6 separate regions of the Mus musculus genome follow, and all the other regions are linked to region 1. The links are chromatin contacts, called in public Hi-C, HiChIP or PLAC-seq and promoter capture Hi-C maps. All regions are on one chromosome and are shown on one strand. The core of a region is the stretch at or near the end of the contact, and the rest is flanking DNA. Distances in the headings are between cores, read along the strand shown. Region 1 holds the start of Atp5g1 (ATP synthase, H+ transporting, mitochondrial F0 complex, subunit C1 (subunit 9)). Region 2 holds the start of Mrpl10 (mitochondrial ribosomal protein L10). Region 3 holds the start of D030028A08Rik (RIKEN cDNA D030028A08 gene). Region 4 holds the start of Cdk5rap3 (CDK5 regulatory subunit associated protein 3). Region 5 overlaps Gm11523 (a long non-coding RNA gene). Region 6 holds the start of Kat7 (K(lysine) acetyltransferase 7).

Region 1 (3,132 bases), core at 181-2,680:
TGTTTTTATCAGAACCTTTGCAGGACATTATTTATTTAGTGCAGGTTCCTAGAAGTGTTAATACTGACTCAAGGAGGGTGGAGCATTTAAAGGTCCTCAGTTACTCAAGAATTACTGGGTCAAAGAGGATGGCTCATTCATAGCATTTCAAATAAAAAGTATTGCCAAACTGCTTTCCAGGAAGGTTTTCTAATTCACTAGTGAATGGTTACTGCAGTCCTGTTTTTCTGTCCCTACCCTTTGTGCTTGTGTGCATACACATGTGGTTTTGTTTGTTTCTTTGTTGTTGCTGGTTTTTTGAGACAGGGTTTCCTCTATATAGCCCTGGCTGTCCTGGAACTCACTTTGTAGACCAGGCTGGTCTCGAACTCAGAAATCTGCCTGCATCTGCCTCCCAAGTGCTGGGATTAAAGGTGTGCGCCACCACTGGCCGGCATTGTTTTGTCGTTTTAAGCCAGGTTTTGCTACTTACTCCAGACTGGCCTGGAGCAAGTGCTCCGTCTTCCTGCCTTAGCCTTCCGATGTCTGAAATTACAAGCATGCACCACCTGAATTCTTTGCACGCTTCATCCTACCAATTATTATTTTCGTTTTAGAGTTCTCCCCACTCCCAATACAATTGTCTAGCCCTACCTTGTTTTTTTTACCTAAACTCAAGAAGCTTAGTCTGGCCTTGAACTCCTGACTTTCCTGTCTCCTAAGCACCTGCCAAGTGCTAAAATTTCGGGTACGAAATAGCAAGCCTGGTTTTAATTGTATTTTGTTGAGTTTTTTTTTTCCACCATTCAACTTGTGAGTCCATGTTGACTGACTACTGACAGACCCACAAGAGCACGCTCACTACTTAGAAGTTTTCCAGCCTGCCTTAATACTTGGACGAAAATGGGGGTTTTTACAAATCACGATGGTGGAAGGTACTGTAAAGGCGTCGGCTCTCCTTGCCAGGAAGCAACATCTCGCGGGATGTCGGTGGTCCTTGAGTCCTTGGACAGGACTACAAGGCCCAACATGCAATGCGCCCCAAGGTCCAAGCGGCCGAATGAAGGCCTGGAGCCCTTATCACGTGTCAGCTTGCGTCAAGCGGCCGGTTGTCACTCCCACGCTTTTTTCTTCCGCTTGCACCTTGGTCGCCATTTTGTGTTGAAGGTTGTAGAACCTCTGAGTCTCGTCGACTCTATGGTCAAGCATTTCGGGATTCGACCAATCGTAACCCCGAACTCGGAAAAAGAACCCGCCTTTATCCGCAAGGAGGCGGGAATTGCCACGAAGCTCCTGTGGAGAGAGAGGAAGAAGCTGAAGAAGACCAATAAGAAGGATGGAGTTGATGACGCCAGCCAATTGGAACGTGGAGAGATAACGACCAATGGGAGTGAAGGGACTCCGAACACGTGGGTGGGGGAGCTGAGCGCTCAGACCAAGGGCTAAAGCTGGGAGGTGAGTCAGTCACCTTGAGCAGGGAGTGTGCTGTGGGCCGAGCAGGGGCTGCAGGGGAGTGGGAGTGCAGGTGACTTGGGGCTGGGAGACAGGGGTCCGCAAGGCCGTGGGTTGTGCCACGTGGAGCACCATTTGCCTCCAGGGATAGGGAAGGAGGACTAGAGTCTTTAAGCCTTATCAATTAATGTTAATTACCAACGGTAATGAGCGATAAACGGCCGCTGGGGAGAGTAGGGGACAGCAGTGTAACTTGGGCAGGATCCTGCACGACGTCTGCCAGTTTCTGCCTCCGGTCTTCCCGGGAGACCATTCCTTTTCGCAACATTTCCCTCTTGGGGCCTGAGCCACCTCCTTTTATTTCCGATCTCGGTTGCTGTCCTTCTGCAGACCCGCTGCGCAGAGAGTGGTTGACCCCGGAATCTGCTCTGTCCTTCTGACCTCTAATGCCCTCCTTAGCTGGGGTATAGGAAGAGGGTTGGGGGGAACGATTGGAGGTGGATGGGGACAACAGGAGGTTGCCAGTATAAGCAGACACCCGGGCTTTCATAGGAATTACGGTTTTTTTTTTTTTTCTTTTCTCCCCCTTCTTGCAGATTGAAAAATGCAGACCACCAAGGCACTGCTCATTTCTCCAGCTCTGGTAAGCGGAAGCTCCGGGTTTCCCTATAGTGCCGGGTATGGTATGGGAGCAATCATGTTTAATGAATGGACTAAGAGGGGCTGGCGTTCCGTGATGATGATGATGGCTATTGGCGGAGGGTATAGGAGCTGTTGCAGGTAACCTATGTTTATTCAGGCCTGTAAACCAAGCCGTCGTGGCTTTCTGAGCGTCCTCAGATAAGCTAGAGCTGACCTTTTATTACAGTCCTGGGTTGGCTGTAGCCAGACAGCCGGAAAACAGTTTTTCTCAACCTCGGCTGCGTGTTCAGTTCATCTGGAAAGCCTAATGCTTCTACTGCCCAGACTGCTCCTCAGACCAATTGCATCAGACTGAGAATGAAGGTGGAACCCCTAAGCAATTTTGGTAGAATGCCCCAGGTGATGCCAATGTTCTGCCAAGCCTGAGAGTCATTGTACTGAATAATGTGTCAAGCAATCCGTGTCACTGGGAGCTTTCCTAAGATGGCTGTTCTGGGAGTCAAACCAGGCTTCCTGGCCCGCTGCCTGAAGGATATATGTTGCTGTGAATGCATCTTAGTAAATCTCTCCCCTTGATTGCCTTTTGTTACCTCAACAACTGACTGGATGTTTGGGTCTTACTCTATTCTGGGAAACTGATTAGGTCTGTGCCCTTGGAAATGGACTTTGGTATCCGGTTTGGTTTGGGTTTGGTTCTGAGGATTGACCCCCGGGTCTTGTGAGTGCTCCCCAGCCTAGTGCATTATATCAAATGGTGATTGCTGCCACCCTGGGCTCCCACAGACTATCAGCATAGCTGTCTCCGATGTAGACGGACCTGAGAAAATAAGTTAATTGACCTTGAAATTGATTGGACTGATTGTGACAAACTCCTGTCACTTAGGTTGGGTTTGGGGTTTTGGTTTGTTTTTGTCTGATTTGGAGCAATATATCTTTCTGACTTTACAGATTCGCTCCTGTACCAGGGGTCTAATCAGGCCTGTGTCTGCCTCCCTCCTGAGCAGACCAGAGGCCCCATCTAAGCAGGTAAGGAAGTCAGGCCCCTCAGGATATCCCTCC
Region 2 (3,132 bases), core at 420-2,919, 970 kb before region 1:
TCATCCGGGCTGGGACTGCAACTCAGAGGTACAGAACTGGTCTACCTGCCCAGCCCGAGGTTCCATCCCTAGCAAGCAAGAAAAACAGAGCAAATGAAAGAACACCACCATGACCAACCATGCCAGTCCTCACTCAAAGCAGCAGTTCTTGAAGCACAAAGACCTCCATCAAGACACCAACATCTGCTTTGTGTGGGAGTGCACATACTTTCCTGCCTGCCCTAAACCTATAAAATTTGAAACTCGGTGGTGGGGTCCAAAAAGTTGTATTTTAATAAACTCTTCCCGTGCTAATGATGGCTTCATCCCACGGCTCTGAGGCTCCTATGACTTGAAGCAAGTAGGGGGTAAAAACACAACAACCTCACAATTCGCCCAAAGGAGTCTTTCTTCAGGTCAGATGGTGAATACCTGAAATCCGAGTTCAAGATCAGCCTCACTAATGAGACCCTGACTCAAACTGCAAAACTAAGGCCTGCGAGACGACTAATCCAGTGCAATAAATGCACTTCCCACCAACTCTGACAACCTAAACACAACCCTTGGAATCCCCCTATGATGGAGAAAAGAAAAAGAGGCACGCAAGCTGCCTTCTGACCTTTTTGTGCCCAATAGCACAAAATGATGATAATAGGAAAAGCTTGGAAGGTCCCCTCTGCACCCAAGGACATTCTTCAAAGCTCTGAGCCAACGTGACTCTTTCAACCCTAACATAAAGACCAATAGCGTCGTTTTGTAGGGAAAAGATCAGCTAGAAGACTCCAGGTAATATAGAGGATTGCCAGGGTGAGAGGTTTTATGGTTAAGGGCCACAAGAGCTGTTACGAGTGCCTTTGGGATGAGATGGGGCTGGAGAGATGGCTCAGCGGTTAAGAGCACTGACTGCTCTTCCAGAGGTCCCGAGTTCAATTCCCAGCAACCGCATGGTGGCTCACAACCATCTGTAATGAGATTTGATGCCCTCTTCTGATGTGTCTGAAGACAGCAACAGTGTACTCACTTACAGAAAGTAAATACTTCTTTAAAAAATAAAAATAATGCCTTCCTCCCAAGGTGCCTTTGCTTTGAAGCAATGAGTACAATCCTACAGTATGGTGTCAAATTTACCCATTAAATGCCTGATGCCTATTAACAGCAGACACCACAGCTGAGATGGACACAGTGAAGTTTAACAGATCAGACGAGACACGTGCATAAACAAAACTAGACTGAATTGATAAAAGTAAATTTCACCAAAGAACCTGCTCTTTATGGAGAGAGGGTAGTTGAGAGAAGACTTGAATCTGTGTTTGGGCTAAGACCTTAAGAAGGAATACATAAATTTTCTGGAAAGGACTCTCCGGGACCAGGAGTAAGAACTGAGCGAAGGGTTAGAAAAATCCAAAGCGAGGTCCTGTGATTCCCGGCTTGGGGGGAGGGGCTGTGGAAGGGATGTCACCGGCAGGTAATGACCCAGTCAAATCAGAGATCCGGCTAGTGGCAGGGTCTCCTAGAGCTGTCGACGGTCAGAGATTACGGGAAAGGTCAGAAGGAAAGGAGGGTGGCGAGGGCTAGAGAGCGCCATCCTGCGTGCAGGGAGGCCCTGGGCCACTCCTTACCCGCCCGGGGCGGGAGACCTCCACGGAGGATCCCGGCCACCGCCGCAGCCATCGCTACAGGAAGTTCCCATGCGCGCTGCGCGGAGACGGAAGTAGCTAAGGATTGTGGGGCAGCAGTAAAAAAAAAAAAAAAAAAAAAAAAAAAACAAAAACCCGGGCCCGGAAATAGTGGGCGTGGCGCCTGATAGGGCCGCTATGCGCATGCGTGGAGCTGGGCCTCTTTCTCCTCTTCCCCCCCTCCCCCCGTTCCGTCAGACCTGGCGTCCAGTCTCCTAGCAACGACGCGAGACCTCAAGGAACGGTTCTTTCTATTCCTTCTGGTCCTTTCAGTTTAAGGCCAGTAAAGCCACGCTACACACCTCTAACTCCAGATCCTTCGTTCCCATTTACTCCTATTTTCCACCGCACCCCCAATAATTCTCAGAACCCCCTGCCCTTGTCTCCTCAGTCTTCCCTCCAACCTGGGTTCAACCAGCCCAACCGTCTAAGCTTCTCTGCTCGCCTTCGTCCATCTACCTGCCTCAAGCAGCCGCTGTTTATTTTAGATCATGCCAGGAGACGAGCAGGAAGGTGAGTTGACAGAACAGTTGGGCAACAGTGAGGTCGGTCGGGTTTCCAAAAAAAAAAAAAAAAAAAAAAAAAAATGAACCCAAGGCGACAAAAGGCTCATCTTTCCCCAGCTAAGAAAGCTGCCCAGAGAACCGAGGAAGGTGTCCACATTACTGAAGCCCTTATCACCAAGCGGAACCTGACCTTCCCTGGAGATGAAGACCTGTCAGAAAAGATGTGAGTGGACAGGAGAGAAAGGGGTGATAGAAGGCGGGAACAGTGACGTCCAGGTTGCTGAGCTGTACTGACTTTGAAACTTTCTCTCCTTACTTACTCCACTTACTAATCAGTATTACTTTCCGGTTGGTTTTTTTACTTTTTTTTTTGTTTTGTTTTGTTTTGTTTTTTTCGGGACAGGGTTTCTCTGTGTAGCCCTGGCTGTCCTGGAACTCACTCTGTAGACCAGGCTGTCCTGGAAATCAGTAATCCACCTGCCAATGCCTCACAAGTGCTGGGATTAAAGGCGTGCGCCACCACCACCCAGCGGTTTTTACTTCTTGAAGACGATTTTTTTCATACATCCTCAGCTGCCTTGGAGGTCACTACCTCACCTCTTAGCAAACTTCAAAATTCTCCGCCCAGTTCCCAGTCTGGCCTTCCCATACTGCTGTTACACCATTGATTGTTATAAATGATAAATCTAATTACTCCCTGGTAGAAACTTCCTCAACAACCTACTACAGCCAGAGTAAAATCCAAATAGCATTAACCAACCTTATTTACAGCTACATTCTGCAAGTGTGCAATTCCTCATACCATGTTCTTTTTTTCTTTTCTTTCTTTTCTTTCTTTTTTTTTTCTTTGGTTGTTTTTTGTTTTTGTTTTTTTTCCGAGACAGGGTTTCTCTGTGTATCCCTGGCTGTCCTGGAACTCACTTTGTAGACCAGGCTGGCCTCGAACTCAGAAATCCGCCTGCCTCTGCCTC
Region 3 (3,132 bases), core at 273-2,772, 870 kb before region 1:
TGGTTTTGTTTTTTGGTTTTGGAGGTTTTTTTGTTTTGTTTTGTTTTGGTTGGTTGGTTGGTTTTTCGTTTTTTTGTTTGTTTGTTTGTTTTTCCTTTTTAAGGCTGTGCAGCTGGTATTAATCCCATGATCCTTTCCCTCTGCCTCCCAAGGGCTGGAGTCCCAGCTGTGTGGCGCCACACCCAGCTCATGATCCTGTCTTGGAAGTCTCAGTACCTAGGAAGCTCTTGCTCCAAAGAAAGAGCAGCCCCGGGAATAGAAAAAGAGAGTGGACCTTATAAGGGATGCTGATGACTAACTACTACAGTCCACTGCAAGAGCCAGACGACTCTCCCCATCCTGCTCATGGGAGAAAACGACAATGCACCAAAAATTCTAGGCTAGCCTCACGTTTACTATGTAGCCAAGGCTGGCCTTAGTCTAAGTGCTGAGACAACCGGCAGGCATGCACCACTTTTCTCAGCAAGCTTCCTTCCTCTTGCTTCTGTGCAGCAGATTGCGCTGGCTCAAGCTGTAGACAGAGGATAATGAGTTCCCACTGCAGACACCAAGGCAGGCCAAGAAGGTCTCTTACCTGGCACAGTGCTGGGTGCCTGTCTACATGGCTCTTGGGGCTCCCACTCCGGATACTGGTAGACACCAGGGCTACAGAGTCATCTTCCACCACGGGCTGCCCCAGGCAGATCAAAGCTGGAAGAAGCGTTGTGAGGATTTCCTACTTCTCTCTCAGCCAGACATCCACCACGTGAAGTCAGCGTGCAGGCGCCGCACCTGTTCCCTGTATCCTTGGCTGGCTATTGCCAAAAACTATGCCTCCCACTACCTAGAAAGGAACAACAAAGAAATAAAAACAGCAACAACAACAAGAAGAAATATGAAAAGGAGGAAATAACCAAGTTGAAAGAGGTTTAGGAAAGGGACAGCCCTTCCATCTGTTAGAGCAGTGGCTAGTAGTAACTCCACTGCATTGGGTATAGGATGCCCTGAGCCCAGCCCAACCCTTAGGAAAGGGTTACAAGTTAGAAGGGAAGACCATTCTGCTCTGGGGTAGCCTGATTCCAATTTCTGTCTTCTTTCTATTCAGCTGACTCCCTTCTCGCCTCAGAGTCTCCTTCCTGACCCCAGAGTGCTTCCCCAGTCCCCAGAGTATCAGCCCACCACCACGACCCTCAGCACCTGCCCTGCGGTTTACAAGGCAGTTTCAGTCTCTCCTTACTCTCAAGCCACAATCTTCTCCCTCAGTCTCTCCCTGTGTCCCTAACACCTTTGCTTCCGAGTCCGGCCCCCAAACCATGTTTTCTTGCCCAGTCTTCCAACCTCCGCTGCGCCAGGAGGGGATCCCTGCCCTACGTTCTTCTTCAGTAGCCCGCCACTGGCCGGCCACTTACTGCGGACCTCTCCTCTCCAGCCCCGAGACTTCGCCCCGCCCTCGCCTTGGCTGCTGTCCCTATACCTTTAACAAACCTCCACGTGCTTCTTAAACGGCGGTGACAGCATTTCCTTGTCTCTCTGCTCCCGCCCCTGGAGGCGCTGCCCATTGGCTGCTGGGTTCCTTCATTCCCGCTCTAATTGGTCTCGCTCCAGGTAACTCAAACCAATAAGCTCTCCAGGTATGGATCCCTGCTCTGGTCCTGGACAGCTATTGGTTGATCCTAGGCACCTTGGTTCCGAGAACTTAGGACTTACTAGCTTGTCTGGGGCTCTAGTAAATTCTTCCTTCCCAGGCTAGACACACAGGCTGAGCAATTGGTTCCGAACCCAGGGCCAGGCGACGCTGGGTCACGTGGCCGACTGCTTACATGACGTGCGGGCTGCTGAGCGTCACTGTGACGTTCAGGAGACCTGCGAAGTGGACGGGCTACCTCCGTCACCTGTGCTGTCGGGGTGCAGTCATGGACCTGGGACCAATGCGCAAGAGTTACCGCGGGGATCGAGAGGTGCTGCCGCTGCCGCCGGGACACGGAAAGGGGGTGTCCCTAAATTAGCAAAGGGTTGGAGGAGCGCCTTGTGCTTTCAGGGGCCACTTACAAGGCAACGGGATTTAGGGGTCACCCTGATGGGAGAAGAGGGTTTCAGAGACAGCTACTGGGGAGGGCCTCAGGGGAACCGTGGATTAACGTGTACTCATAGACCCCTTGACATCAGAACCCACCTGTGTTGGAACCCAGCCCTTTTCTGACTGTCTCGCTGTGGACAATTTATGCTCTTTGGGCCTCAGTTTATCCACCTGTAAAGTGGTGATACCTACTTCACAAGGATGCTGTGGGTTTGGGGGTTTTCTCATTTTTTACATTTTTATACATTTAGAGTGTACATGTGTTTATACATGTATGACAGGCGACAACTTTCAGGAGTTTTTTGGTTTTTGTTTTTGTTTTTTTTTTTTTCCCACCATGTCGTAGGTCACCAGGAATGAACTCAGGTTGTCAGGTTTCGTGGTAGATGTCTTTACCAGTCTATATTTAGGCATTTGTAAAATGCTTAAAACAGTCATAAACGTGATATAAATTTATAAAGGAGCGGAAGCTGGGCTTGTAGCTGAGTGTTGTGGAGTCTTGCCTGGTGTGTATGAGGGTTCTGGGTTCCACCTTTGGCACCAAATGAACTAGGCACAGTGGATCCAGAGTTCAGGGTCCGGCTACACAGTGAGTTCAAGGCTAACCTGGAAGCTCTTCGTTTTAACCTCCCTCATCATGATCTTCTCCCCACTCAGGTCAGGGACCAAGAGATCAGTTCTGGGATTGGGATCCAGAGCTACAGTGGCCAAGTGTGCTTATCCGTGAACATCTGCAGGAGTGCTTGACTGAGATGTAGGCTCTTGTGAAACCTTAGAACTACTTCATGAAAAAGAATGAGGTGACCCACAGGAACTTCAGCACACTCCAGCCCTGGTTCATCCCTTCCTCCTTAGGAGACTCAGGGACTTACTGGGCCGTTTTATGCCTGTTTCACCATCTGTAAATGGACATAGAACCTACTTCCTGAGTAGTGTTTTGTTTGGTTGGTGTTTTTTTCTTTCTCTCATGGTCATCATTATGATGGCTAAATGCATTTACATTTGAAAAACATCTCAGCCCATTGCCAGGCACAGAGTAAACATTGTTCATTCGCTGACATCAACCTCTCTTTCTA
Region 4 (3,132 bases), core at 401-2,900, 840 kb before region 1:
AGCTGCCACGACAACTCAGTTTGTGACTTTCCAAGCTGTCTTTCTTTTCAGGCTAATGACTGTCTGCAGTCTAAATACAGACTTGAGTACCTTCTGCACACTGTCCGCTTGACAGTCCCCAGCATTGCCAACTCCACAAGTTCAAAGCCCCTCCTCTCCAACACATGCTCCACAACTGGTGTCATTATCTCAGGTGGTGGCACTCCCACTCAACACTTCAGTGTCATCTTTGTGTGTGTGTGTGTGTGTGTGTGTGTGTGTGCTTTGTTTTTGGAGACAGGGTTTCTCTGTGTAGGTCTGGCTTTGCTGGAACTCACTTTGTAGACCAGGCTGAATTTGAACCCAGAAATCTGCCTGCCTCTGTCTCCCAAGCGCTGGGATTGAAGGCGTGTGCCGCCACTGCCCAGCTTGAGTGTCATGTTTGAGTCCTCCCTCCTCACCCATTTGGCCAATCTATTGCCAACGCCTGTCTGTTTTCCTCCTAAATTCTGCTTATCTCCTCCCTACAGCTTCTGACCTAGGTGAGGCCCAACCTCTCCCTTACAGCCTCCTAGTTGCTCTGGACACAGCCTTATTGCCCATTAGCCCATCCTCCTAACCAATATGTGTTATGTCCTTCCTTGTACCAAACCCTTCAGTGGTTCCTCTCTGTCTGCAGTGTGAAGTCCAAGTTCCTTAATGAGGGACTCTTTGTTACGATCCTTATATTTTTACAGCCTCCTCCCGGGTCACTGCCTTAAACCTTTTACTGTATAGAGGTGGGTCTGAGGTCAGCTATAGGTGGGAGACCTGTGTAGTGTCCTCTTGAGATCCCTCGTGAAACAAGGGACCTTGCACTTCACTTTGTCTTGGACCACGTATATTTTGCCGGTCTCCCCTGCTTGTCTTTCCCTGAACCACTCTTGCAGCTGTAGTTTTAAAGTTTGTGCAGTCTCTTCCATCAGAAACAGCCTTTCCACTCCACCAGGAACACCCGCCATCATCCTTCCTTCTGCAACTTTTTTTTTTTTTTTTTTTTTTTTTTTTGGCTTTTCGAGACAGGGTTTCTCTGTATAGCCCTGGCTGTCCTGGAACTCACTTTGTAGATCAGGCTGGCCTCGAACTCAGAAATCCGCCTGCCTCTGCCTCCCTGCTGGGATTAAAGGCGTGTGCCACCACGCAACTTTTTGTTTACTATTCAATGAGTGTTGCTTCCTCTCCCTTCCCTGTCCCAGTCGTCCAACAAGAATCGGGTGCTCAAAAATCGTATTTATCATAAATGGGAGGACAAAATGTGACGAGAGCCTCAAGAGACCTGTGACCTTCTATATGTGGTAAAGGGAGAAAATGGTGGGAAGAAAGTATTTTTTTTAACTACTTTCGAAACGCCATCGGGAAGGTGCTAGGACCTGTTCCGCGCATGTGTTCGTTCTCTAGCTGGGGGCTCCGCGCCAGGCTGATGAAAAAGCAGCCTAAAACGGCTCTTGGGTGCCCCCTACCGCCATCGTGCAAGTGTAACATCCCTTCCTGGAGATCACCCGGCCGGAGCCCGCCTCTCGCCTTCCATTGGCTGTCAGCTATTCTCCCGCCCCTCCGGTACTCAACCAATCAGAACATCGTGATGGGCGGGGCTTTCAGCAGAGGGGCGGAGCGTGGTCTTGGATTGGCTCCGCTGAAGACGGCGACGTGGCTGAAGGAGGCCGGTTTGTTTCGGAACTGAGGCTCAAGCACAGCCGCTCAGGATTGGTGCTAGGCTGGGCCGGGGTCTTTGGCCGGAAGCGGAAGTGGAGAAAGGATGCAGGTGTGGGGACCAGGGCTGGAGAAACTGGGTCTTCTCTGGGATTCCTGTCCTGCCTCCTCAAGTCCTCCCGTCCTCTGTCGGGTGCTCTGCCCCTGCAGGGTGGCGGTTGGACTCGTGGAATGAGCGCGCGCGAGGCGCATCGCCTTCCCGCGTTCACGCCCTCCCTCCCGGTCGTATTTCCCACCAGGACCATCAGCACGTGCCCATCGACATCCAGACCAGCAAGCTGCTCGGTAGGAGAGGGCGCCCCCGCGCGGTCGGCTCTCGGGGGAGGTCTGCTAGTTGCCCCCTGTCACCAACCAGCAGCCAGGAGCTGTGAAAGTCCCAGCTGAGGTGCTTTACTCCAGCGAACTGTTTGCTCTGCAAGGAAGGAAGCATGGAAAGTCTGTACTGGCTCCGTGTTTTCTACTTTTAACGTTTCTCACGTAGTATCAAATCGTATTCAGGCACACAGGACAAATGGATAGTGTTAAAGATGGACAGTTAAGCAAATGGCTGATCCATTTGAAACCTAAGTCTGTTTGGTTCTGTCTTCATGCATTTTGCATTATTTGGGGTGGGTAATCCTCTCCCATCTATTTAAAAAGTTTCTCTCCTTGGATTTAGGGAGAAGAGGGCCCTAAGACTCACATACAGACCTTTTATGCCAACCATGGTGGTTCACACTGGTAACCATAATACTTGGGAGGCCGAGGCAGGAGGATTGGTGGCAGTTCTCAGACAGCCTGGCTTGCATAGCAAGTACCAGCCTAGTACTCCCCGCCCCCCACCCCCACCCCCCCAAAAAACCTTTAGTCTTAGCACTCAGAAGGCAGAGGCAGGCCTTGGCCACATAGCAAGCACCAGGGCAGCCAGGACTACATGGAGAGACACTATTTCAAAAGAAAATGACAGAGAGACAAGAAGACCTTTTAGTGACCAGGCAGTCTCTGCATCTGGCTTACATCCCTCATTCTGTCACTTCTGGGGGTGTGTACAGCCCCTGGCCCTTGTGTTCACCAGATACGCCAGTCCACTGGTAACACGTCCTTAAGAGGGTGTTTGCCGACCTCAGCCCCTGGAGGAATTCTGGTGTCTGCTGTTTTCCTTTCTGACAACTTGAGAAGAACTCAGAGTCAGAATTTCTGATACTGTTGTTGCTTGAGAGAAATTAAGCGGTTGAAAGATTTGTTTTAAAGGAGAGGGAGTATTCAGTCCTTTGATGGACACTGGTGAGTCCTCCCAAGTGCCTGCCAGGCACGGGCCACCATGTATTCATAGTGTATGGGCACCCGCTGCATCTACCTGGGTGTGCCAGTTTGTCCTCGAGTCCTGAGAAGAACCAGTAGGACACCGCTCACCATGGAGCATTT
Region 5 (3,132 bases), core at 438-2,937, 800 kb before region 1:
CTACAAAGGTCATAGCTGGGTGTGACCATACTTCTCTAGTGTCTAAGTACCTCAGGGTGTCAGGTGTTGGTTGCAAGTGGAATGTCCCCCGTATTCCTCTGCCACACAACGAACTAAACTATCATTTACTTCATGCCCGTTTTACTGACGAGAAAACAAAGGCTTAGACAGAGCGCACCCTTTACCAGCTGACATCCAGCTACTCAAGTCTGATCCCCATGGCTCTCCCTAGCCCTGCTGTGGCCACATTTAAACAGGGTAACCCCATGACTTTAACAGCCACGGTGGTGCTGATGATAACCAATGTAAAACACACACAGGAAGCGAGGCTTTGGTCTGCTTAAGCTTTTGAGTGTTTAATAACTTCACACTTGTGTGTTGTATTGCATGCATGCAATCCTTTCTTGAGCAAGCAGGAAAAAAATGAGCTGCAAAGTCATGTTAGTGCTCGTGTTTGGCTTTAAAGAGCTCCTTTTTCTCTCCACTTTATTTCTTTGGGGACATGGGGTGTGAAAAAAGGGCAGCCTGAGTATTGGAGATTCTCCTGGGTTTCTCAGTCACCTGCCTGTCCAGACGTCTGTAATCTCGAGCTGGCCAGAGCTGAGGCTAAGACTGAAGGGAAAGGAGAAGAGGGTCGGTAGCATGCTCTGAAGAATCGGTCAAGTTCCAGTTCCAGTGGGGAGACCCAGCGTCTCTCCCTGACTTCAGAAGAAAAGCATCGCGAGGCTTCAGGCTCCACGGATAGCACCTCTGCAAGGCAGGCCCCACACAGGCAGCTGATGTCACCCAGCTGGGATGGAGGAGGTGGGAAAAATAATAGCAGAGACAAAGAGAAAGGAGGCAGGAGGAACCAGCATCAAGGATGGGAATGCCACAGAGGGATTGACTGGACAGACAGGAGCAGGAAAGAGATGTAAATTTCAAGGGAAAGGGTATGAACCATCTCTTCTTCCCGACCCTGAGCAGGCAGGCTGAAAGCTTCTCCAGCCTGCCGGGGGTTCAGAGGTACATGTACCAGCACCCTCCGACCCTAGTGCCTGTCTCCAAGGCTCAGAGGACAATGCAGAGCTGAGGGAGACAGTCAGTGGGGGTTTCCTATGATTTCCACAGGAGTTGCCCCTTCCTGGGGTCATTCCCTTGCAACCCTCCAAGAGTTCCCTCCCCAAAGACCCCCAGCCTGGCTTCTGCAGGCCTGTCTCCTCCATTCTCCCATCGCTCTGAAGGGGCTCCCGACTCCCTAATGCTCTCCAGAGTCTGTCTGAGCCATCCATCAAGAGTGGCAGGCGGAGGGAAACATGAAAAAGAGCCTATTTGGCTATTAACATCCCCTCCTGCTTTGTTGTCTCTCTCCTCCCCACTCCCCTACCAGCCCCCAACCCCCCCCAGCTCCCTAACACCCCCCCCCCAACCCCCCTTTGCAGGAGACAAAACCAGACTGACAAGCTGAAGACTCAAACATTAATCAAACTGCGCTCCGGAACAACCTTTCCCTCGCATTAATAAATACATTTGCGGCCCCTCATTGGACAGTTGGCCTAATTTGTTTCTTTTTCGCAGGGTGGGGGGAGCCACCGAGCCCGCGCTCCCCCCAGCTCCCAGCAGCCGGGCGCAAAGCAGATGTTCCACCGCGGACGCGGAGTTGCGCTGAGTCTCGCGCCCCGGAGGCCGCGGTTGCCATGGCGACGGCCGGGCCGCCTGCTGTCGCGGAGCACGCTGTCTCGCCCGCTCAGTGATTACCTCCATCTCTGCAGCGTTCGCCATACGGCCGGGATTCTAATCAGTTCCCCTCCCCCTCCCCTCCTCTGCCCAGCCCACTATCCCTTAACCCCCCACCCCCGCACCAACGTCTTAGGAACTCATTAAGCGTTGCGGCTGCATCCCAGCAAGTGTTCGAGCAAACAGAGAGCTCAGAAGTGTCCTGCGCTCACTTCTCTGTTTAGGAATGACTGGCTCTAGTGTGGAAATCGGTCTGCATCGCCACTCCCCTAGCTATCTTAGGTACAACTGGGTCTCCAGGGCCCAGCTTCCAACACTGTCCCTGAAGGTTCCACTTTCTGGGTTTTGCAGAGGCAGGTTCCCTAAGGTCCCTGGGGCGCAGTAAGACAGGCTGTCATAGTTTACCTTTAGGCCAGAGGTTCTCATCCTGTAGGTCCCGACACTTTTGGGGGTCTAACAAGCCATTCACTGGGGTCCAATATTAGGTATTCTGCATATCAAATATTTACATTACAATTCATAGCAGTAGCAAAAGTACAGTTATGAAGTAGCAGCAAAAATAATTTTATGGCTGAGAGATCATCACAACATTGCAGCTTTAGGAAGAAGGTTAAGAACTGCTCCTCTAGACAGGCAGACAGGCAGACAGGCAGGCCTCTGTCATTTTGCTTTTGAAGGTGTTGGAAATGGGGGTGAGGGGTGGGGGCAAAACACATGGTTTCTGGGTCATTTAGAGAACCAGGTCTGGCTGTGCCCTTGTGGTATTTCACACTAAGGAGAAGGTCAGCACGGTGGCTTGGTATTTAAGCTGAGAACTTTGGAGGTCCAGACAAGTTCAAGGCCAACCTGAACTATAAAGTCAAACACTGCCCTCCCAGTACCCCACACCCTCCCCCCAAAAAAACCAACAGTCTAAGAGGAGGAAGGAGAAGTCCACTCAAAGCTTACAGACTTGGCCCATGGTTCTTAAGACCATTTACCCATAATCCCCCACACTATGACGTTAGTACTCCCAGGCTGAGCTTGCCTTCTTTACCAGTGGTCTCTGATATACCCCCAGCTGGTTCTTTTGCACGTACTGCCCCCCCCAAACCATTCCAAGCTTGATAGGGATAAGGACCAACAATGTTTAGGGATTTGAGGTGCCTAGAAGTCTTTCTATTGGGAAGGACGGTCCTCTCCTTGAGACTCTGAGGTTTAGCTGCAAGACCTCAGACATAACTCTTCTTTTCAAACATTCCTGGTTTCAGGAGACATGGGGTAAAAAAGTTTCAGGAGACATGGATGGGTGGGGGGTAAAAAAAAAAAAAACAGAAGCCATGGGCAAGACAGCCCCAAGGGGCCTGAGAGCGAGAGAGAGAGAGAGAGAGAGAGAGAGAGAGAGAGAGAGAGAACTGAGAATGTAAAAACCAGCAA
Region 6 (3,132 bases), core at 184-2,683, 770 kb after region 1:
TTAACTCCGAAGAGTCCTCTGTTTAGCATGTCAATCAGGTTTGTATTCTGTTCTTAAAGCCTCTCTCCAGGTTAGCCAGCCTCAAATGGAAATTCTGATAGGGGCCTGTGGGGGTTCAGGGGATAAAAGCACTTGCTCTTTCAGCAAGCTGGATGACCCGAGTTTGATCCCAGAGACACCACAAAGGTGGAAGTTAGGAATCTATTCCCCAAAGTTGTCCTCTGAGCACTCACCTGGTCATGAGTGCGTGCTCAGCTCACACACACACACACACACAAATCTGGAACCAGAATTCTATCTTGGTAATTACTGAGGTTGCTTTGATTCCAGCAAGTCACTCTTGGTTCACCTTGGTTCTTTCAAGTCCTCTGAGGCTAAAACTTCAAGGCCTACAAACCACTTTCCAGACTTTTCTTTTTCGAGACAGGATCTAGCCTGGAACTGGCCATGTAGACCAGGCTGGCCGTAAGCTCATGATTTGGATCTGCCTGCTTCAAAAAGCATGCACCCCCACCCCCACCCCCCCACCTGGTTCCAGACTTTTCGTATAGCTCTTTCTTCTAGTCTTAATTTCTTCTTCTTATGGCCTTTTATTATTACTTGAATACCCACTCCCTTTCTAGTGTCTTTCAAAATACTATTTCTCTCTCCACTCAGTTCTTGGCTCTTGCATTTGTGCTACAGAGGTCACACGGGCTGAATGAGGTTCAACACTTCTCCGACTTTTGGTACAGCACCCTCACATTCAAACCACGTCCTCCGCCCCTCTCCGGGCCACCCAAAGATCTCAAACCAAAGCAGAGCACTGATAAGCCGGGGGCGTTTCACAACAGAGATAAACTGGAAATTCTTTGGCGCTCCGGCATCCTGAGAATGGCTCTGCATCATCTCATAACTTACTTCTTGTTCTCTTAACGCAAGGACAAGGCATAAAGAGAACACTCTACCCCACTTCAAGACCGACAACGACCCTGTCAATCCTTTATTCAAGCCCCATTCACACCACTCCGGAACACGGAATAGCTCTTACAGCAGTTCCTTGGGCAAAATATCTCTTGCCAGTTCGGAGTTTACAGAATGAACGGAAACGTCCTTCGGCCGACTAGGAAATGAAAGAGTTAAAGATCGACAACCTGATGGATTCTGGGGTTTTCCTCCCTCCACGCCACAAATTAAAACGACGAGGAAGGAAGAGTTTGCCCAATGTAAAGATGAAAACGGTTACCTTCAACTGCCAGACTTCTGCCCCAAACAATCATGGCTACCTAATCCCACACGAATGCCGCCTACCTAACTAAAAAGGTCTAGCCGAAGGTTTCACCACTGGTGCCGTCTCCTGCCCAATTCCAAAATGGCGCTGACTGGCCTCACTAAGAGTTTCGAGCTTCCCATGATCCTCACTGGCCTAAAGGTCAGGTGACGCAAGCCTCAGCCGGAAGTTAAGGAATAGGCGCTTCCAGCCCGCGGCGCTTGCGCAGAAGGCTCTAGACGCTGAGAGGTAGGAGGCACTTGGGATCGTCCGCAGGGTTTGGGACAGCTACAGAGGCCGCCACGGAGCCCGCCGGAGCCCCCGTTCCTGCTGGTGCTGCCGCCGCCCGAATCGGAACCGTCGGGCTGCAGCCGCCGGCAATGCCGCGAAGGAAGGTGAGAAATGGCAGAGAAGGGATGGCGGGTTTCTAAGGGGAGTCGATTGAGTAACGTGACGCGGTTGGCCACGCCTCGTCGTGCTTGGGTTCCAACTTTCTGGTCCCCCGAACCTAGCCTAGCTACTCTGTCTCCTCTCGGTACCAGACAGAAAAATGTGGGCCCGACCCTGGCCTCGGCCTATGCCTGTAACTATTCCCGCCCTCTGCTTGCCCGGATCGGAGGCGTTCTTGTTAATTGGTCGCGGAAATGTCTAGAAGCGTATTGATTGGATGGTGACGCCGCCTGTTTGGGCCCAACGGTCACCTCCCCGCGTGCGTGGGCGGTGTCTCGGTCTGGCCCCGGTGCTCTCCGACTGGCTGTGGCGAATGCTCTCCCTTCTCTTTATTGGCCCAGCTTTGCAGTCTGTTCTTGTGGCGGGTGCGGCTTAGCAAGGCCTGGATTGGGGCGACCAACGCCCCGCCCTTCCGGATAGAGATGGCGATAGGTGTTGTAAAGGCGAGTTGGGAAGACCACTTTCCTTTCCTGGTGGGGGGATTACAACAAAGCCGAGGATGGGTGGTTAGAAAGCCAGCGCCCACCCCCAAGGGATAGCTCGCAGGCCTGTTGCGTCTCAGTCACCGTCTTCCACCTATTTGTTCAGTTTGACATTTCCTGGTCAGTAAATGTTTGTTGAACTGTATGACATTTGCCCCATATGTTCAGTCGTAAAATGCAAAGAGCAGTGTTACGTGCTAGTTGCTAGGAATTCGAAAAGTATGCGTGATCACTGGCTTAAAGGGTTATCGCTGTTGAGAGAAGAACACAAAGAACCATAGTTCATACAGTCTCTGCTTGAAATTGTATACACTGTAAGAAAGCCGTTAACGTGGGAAATAAGTAAAGAGCTGATTTTCAGGGTTAAGCCAGGCAGAATTGATAGGTCATGGACGGGTGTCAGGGTCTTTGGCTGAGATGACCCTAAAGTTTGCCTTTTAGTGACATTCTGTGCCTCTATTTACTTGTGGTCAGATTTTTGAATGAAATATTTGGATGGATAGACGGTTGGTATTCATATTTCTGCAGAGATCACTCTTCATGGAAGCTTTCCAAGTTAAATATTTACATTAATGTCTCTTGCAATGACCAGAGTTGACAGGTAGTATTTTTTTAAAAGATTAATTTATGTATTTTATGTATGTGAGTACACTGTAGCTGTACAGATGGTTGTGAGCCTTCATGTGGTTGTTGGGAATTGAATTTTTAGGACCTCTGCTCACTCAGGCCCAAAGATTTATTTATTATTATACATGAGTACATTGTAGCTGAGTTTAGACGCACCAGAAGAGGGCACAGGTGTTTGTGAGCCACCATGTGGTTGCTGGGATTTGAACTCAGAACCCTCGGTAGAGCAGTCAGTGCTCTTAACCTGCTGAGCCATCTCATCAGCTCGACAGGTAGTATTTATATCCAGGCATACCAAATACAAGAGACAGACCTACTGGTTTG

The links. Promoter capture Hi-C pulls out the DNA fragments that hold promoters and counts their contacts. Hi-C and Micro-C count contacts between places; a contact is called where the count stands out from the background. HiChIP or PLAC-seq counts read pairs in DNA pulled down with a chosen protein or histone mark.
Region 2: a promoter capture Hi-C map of pre-B cells shows a contact between it and region 1, with 2.7 times the contacts expected there. The contact joins the promoter of Mrpl10 here to the promoter of Atp5g1 in region 1. A contact is called at or near these places in 6 of 39 promoter capture datasets (the 3T3-L1 cell line, hippocampal neurons, liver and 2 more), 2 of 484 Hi-C or Micro-C datasets (B cells and muscle stem cells) and 4 of 115 datasets of contacts at active chromatin or transcription factors (Th17 cells, bone marrow-derived macrophages, large pre-B cells and 1 more).
Region 3: a Hi-C map of B cells shows a contact between it and region 1, with 8 read pairs. The contact joins the promoter of D030028A08Rik here to the promoter of Atp5g1 in region 1. A contact is called at or near these places in 7 of 39 promoter capture datasets (the HPC-7 cell line, hippocampal neurons, liver and 3 more), 1 of 484 Hi-C or Micro-C datasets (B cells) and 3 of 115 datasets of contacts at active chromatin or transcription factors (extraembryonic endoderm stem cells, forebrain and large pre-B cells).
Region 4: a contact with region 1 is called in a Hi-C map of B cells, with 7 read pairs. The contact joins the promoter of Cdk5rap3 here to the promoter of Atp5g1 in region 1. A contact is called at or near these places in 4 of 39 promoter capture datasets (hippocampal neurons, liver and stem cell-derived epiblast-like cells), 1 of 484 Hi-C or Micro-C datasets (B cells), 3 of 115 datasets of contacts at active chromatin or transcription factors (astrocytes, bone marrow-derived macrophages and stem cell-derived neural progenitor cells) and 1 of 9 other capture datasets (macrophages).
Region 5: an H3K4me3 HiChIP or PLAC-seq map of forebrain shows a contact between it and region 1, with 5 times the contacts expected there. The contact joins the enhancer-like site here to the promoter of Atp5g1 in region 1. A contact is called at or near these places in 6 of 39 promoter capture datasets (the 3T3-L1 cell line, HPC-7-derived erythroid cells, embryonic stem cells and 3 more), 7 of 115 datasets of contacts at active chromatin or transcription factors (T-cell acute lymphoblastic leukemia, astrocytes, bone marrow-derived macrophages and 4 more) and 1 of 9 other capture datasets (adipose tissue).
Region 6: a promoter capture Hi-C map of liver shows a contact between it and region 1, with 2.5 times the contacts expected there. The contact joins the promoter of Kat7 here to the promoter of Atp5g1 in region 1. A contact is called at or near these places in 5 of 39 promoter capture datasets (hippocampal neurons, liver, neutrophils and 1 more), 5 of 484 Hi-C or Micro-C datasets (CD4 T cells, the G1E-ER4 cell line, embryonic stem cells and 2 more), 4 of 115 datasets of contacts at active chromatin or transcription factors (effector CD8 T cells, embryonic stem cells, memory CD8 T cells and 1 more) and 1 of 9 other capture datasets (liver).

The regions. Positions count from the first base shown.
Region 1 is chr11:96,073,929-96,077,060 of GRCm38.p6, reverse strand. It overlaps Atp5g1 (ATP synthase, H+ transporting, mitochondrial F0 complex, subunit C1 (subunit 9)), which reads left to right and starts at 1,430. Exons shown (of 5, transcript NM_001161419.1): 1 at 1,430-1,504; 2 at 2,028-2,074; 3 at 3,022-3,099. The coding sequence starts at 2,036.
Region 2 is chr11:97,040,119-97,043,250 of GRCm38.p6, reverse strand. It overlaps Mrpl10 (mitochondrial ribosomal protein L10), which reads right to left and starts at 1,669. Exons shown (of 5, transcript NM_026154.3): 1 at 1,599-1,669. The coding sequence starts at 1,650. Lrrc46 (leucine rich repeat containing 46) reads left to right here and starts at 1,882. Exons shown (of 8, transcript NM_027026.2): 1 at 1,882-2,168; 2 at 2,279-2,384. The coding sequence starts at 2,147.
Region 3 is chr11:96,942,536-96,945,667 of GRCm38.p6, reverse strand. It overlaps D030028A08Rik (RIKEN cDNA D030028A08 gene), which reads right to left and starts at 1,522. Exons shown (of 6, transcript NR_003293.3): 1 at 1,454-1,522; 2 at 575-823. It overlaps Pnpo (pyridoxine 5'-phosphate oxidase), which reads left to right and starts at 1,649. Exons shown (of 7, transcript NM_134021.2): 1 at 1,649-1,937. The coding sequence starts at 1,800.
Region 4 is chr11:96,915,032-96,918,163 of GRCm38.p6, reverse strand. Cdk5rap3 (CDK5 regulatory subunit associated protein 3) reads left to right here and starts at 1,650. Exons shown (of 14, transcript NM_030248.2): 1 at 1,650-1,780; 2 at 1,968-2,013. The coding sequence starts at 1,775.
Region 5 is chr11:96,874,491-96,877,622 of GRCm38.p6, reverse strand. It overlaps Gm11523 (a long non-coding RNA gene), which reads left to right. Exons shown (of 4, transcript XR_880183.2): 2 at 1,558-3,132. Among named protein-coding and RNA genes, the nearest start is that of Gm11523, 4.6 kb to the left of the region's middle. Within about 2 kb of position 1,687, at least 147 of the 459 cell types and tissues checked have an H3K27ac peak or open chromatin away from gene starts, as enhancers often do. A contact at or near this core is called in T-cell acute lymphoblastic leukemia, astrocytes, embryonic forebrain and 2 more, where this site is marked.
Region 6 is chr11:95,308,547-95,311,678 of GRCm38.p6, reverse strand. Kat7 (K(lysine) acetyltransferase 7) reads left to right here and starts at 1,433. Exons shown (of 15, transcript NM_001195003.1): 1 at 1,433-1,644. The coding sequence starts at 1,630. Gm11520 (predicted gene 11520) reads right to left here and starts at 1,263. Exons shown (of 3, transcript NR_155298.1): 1 at 1,226-1,263.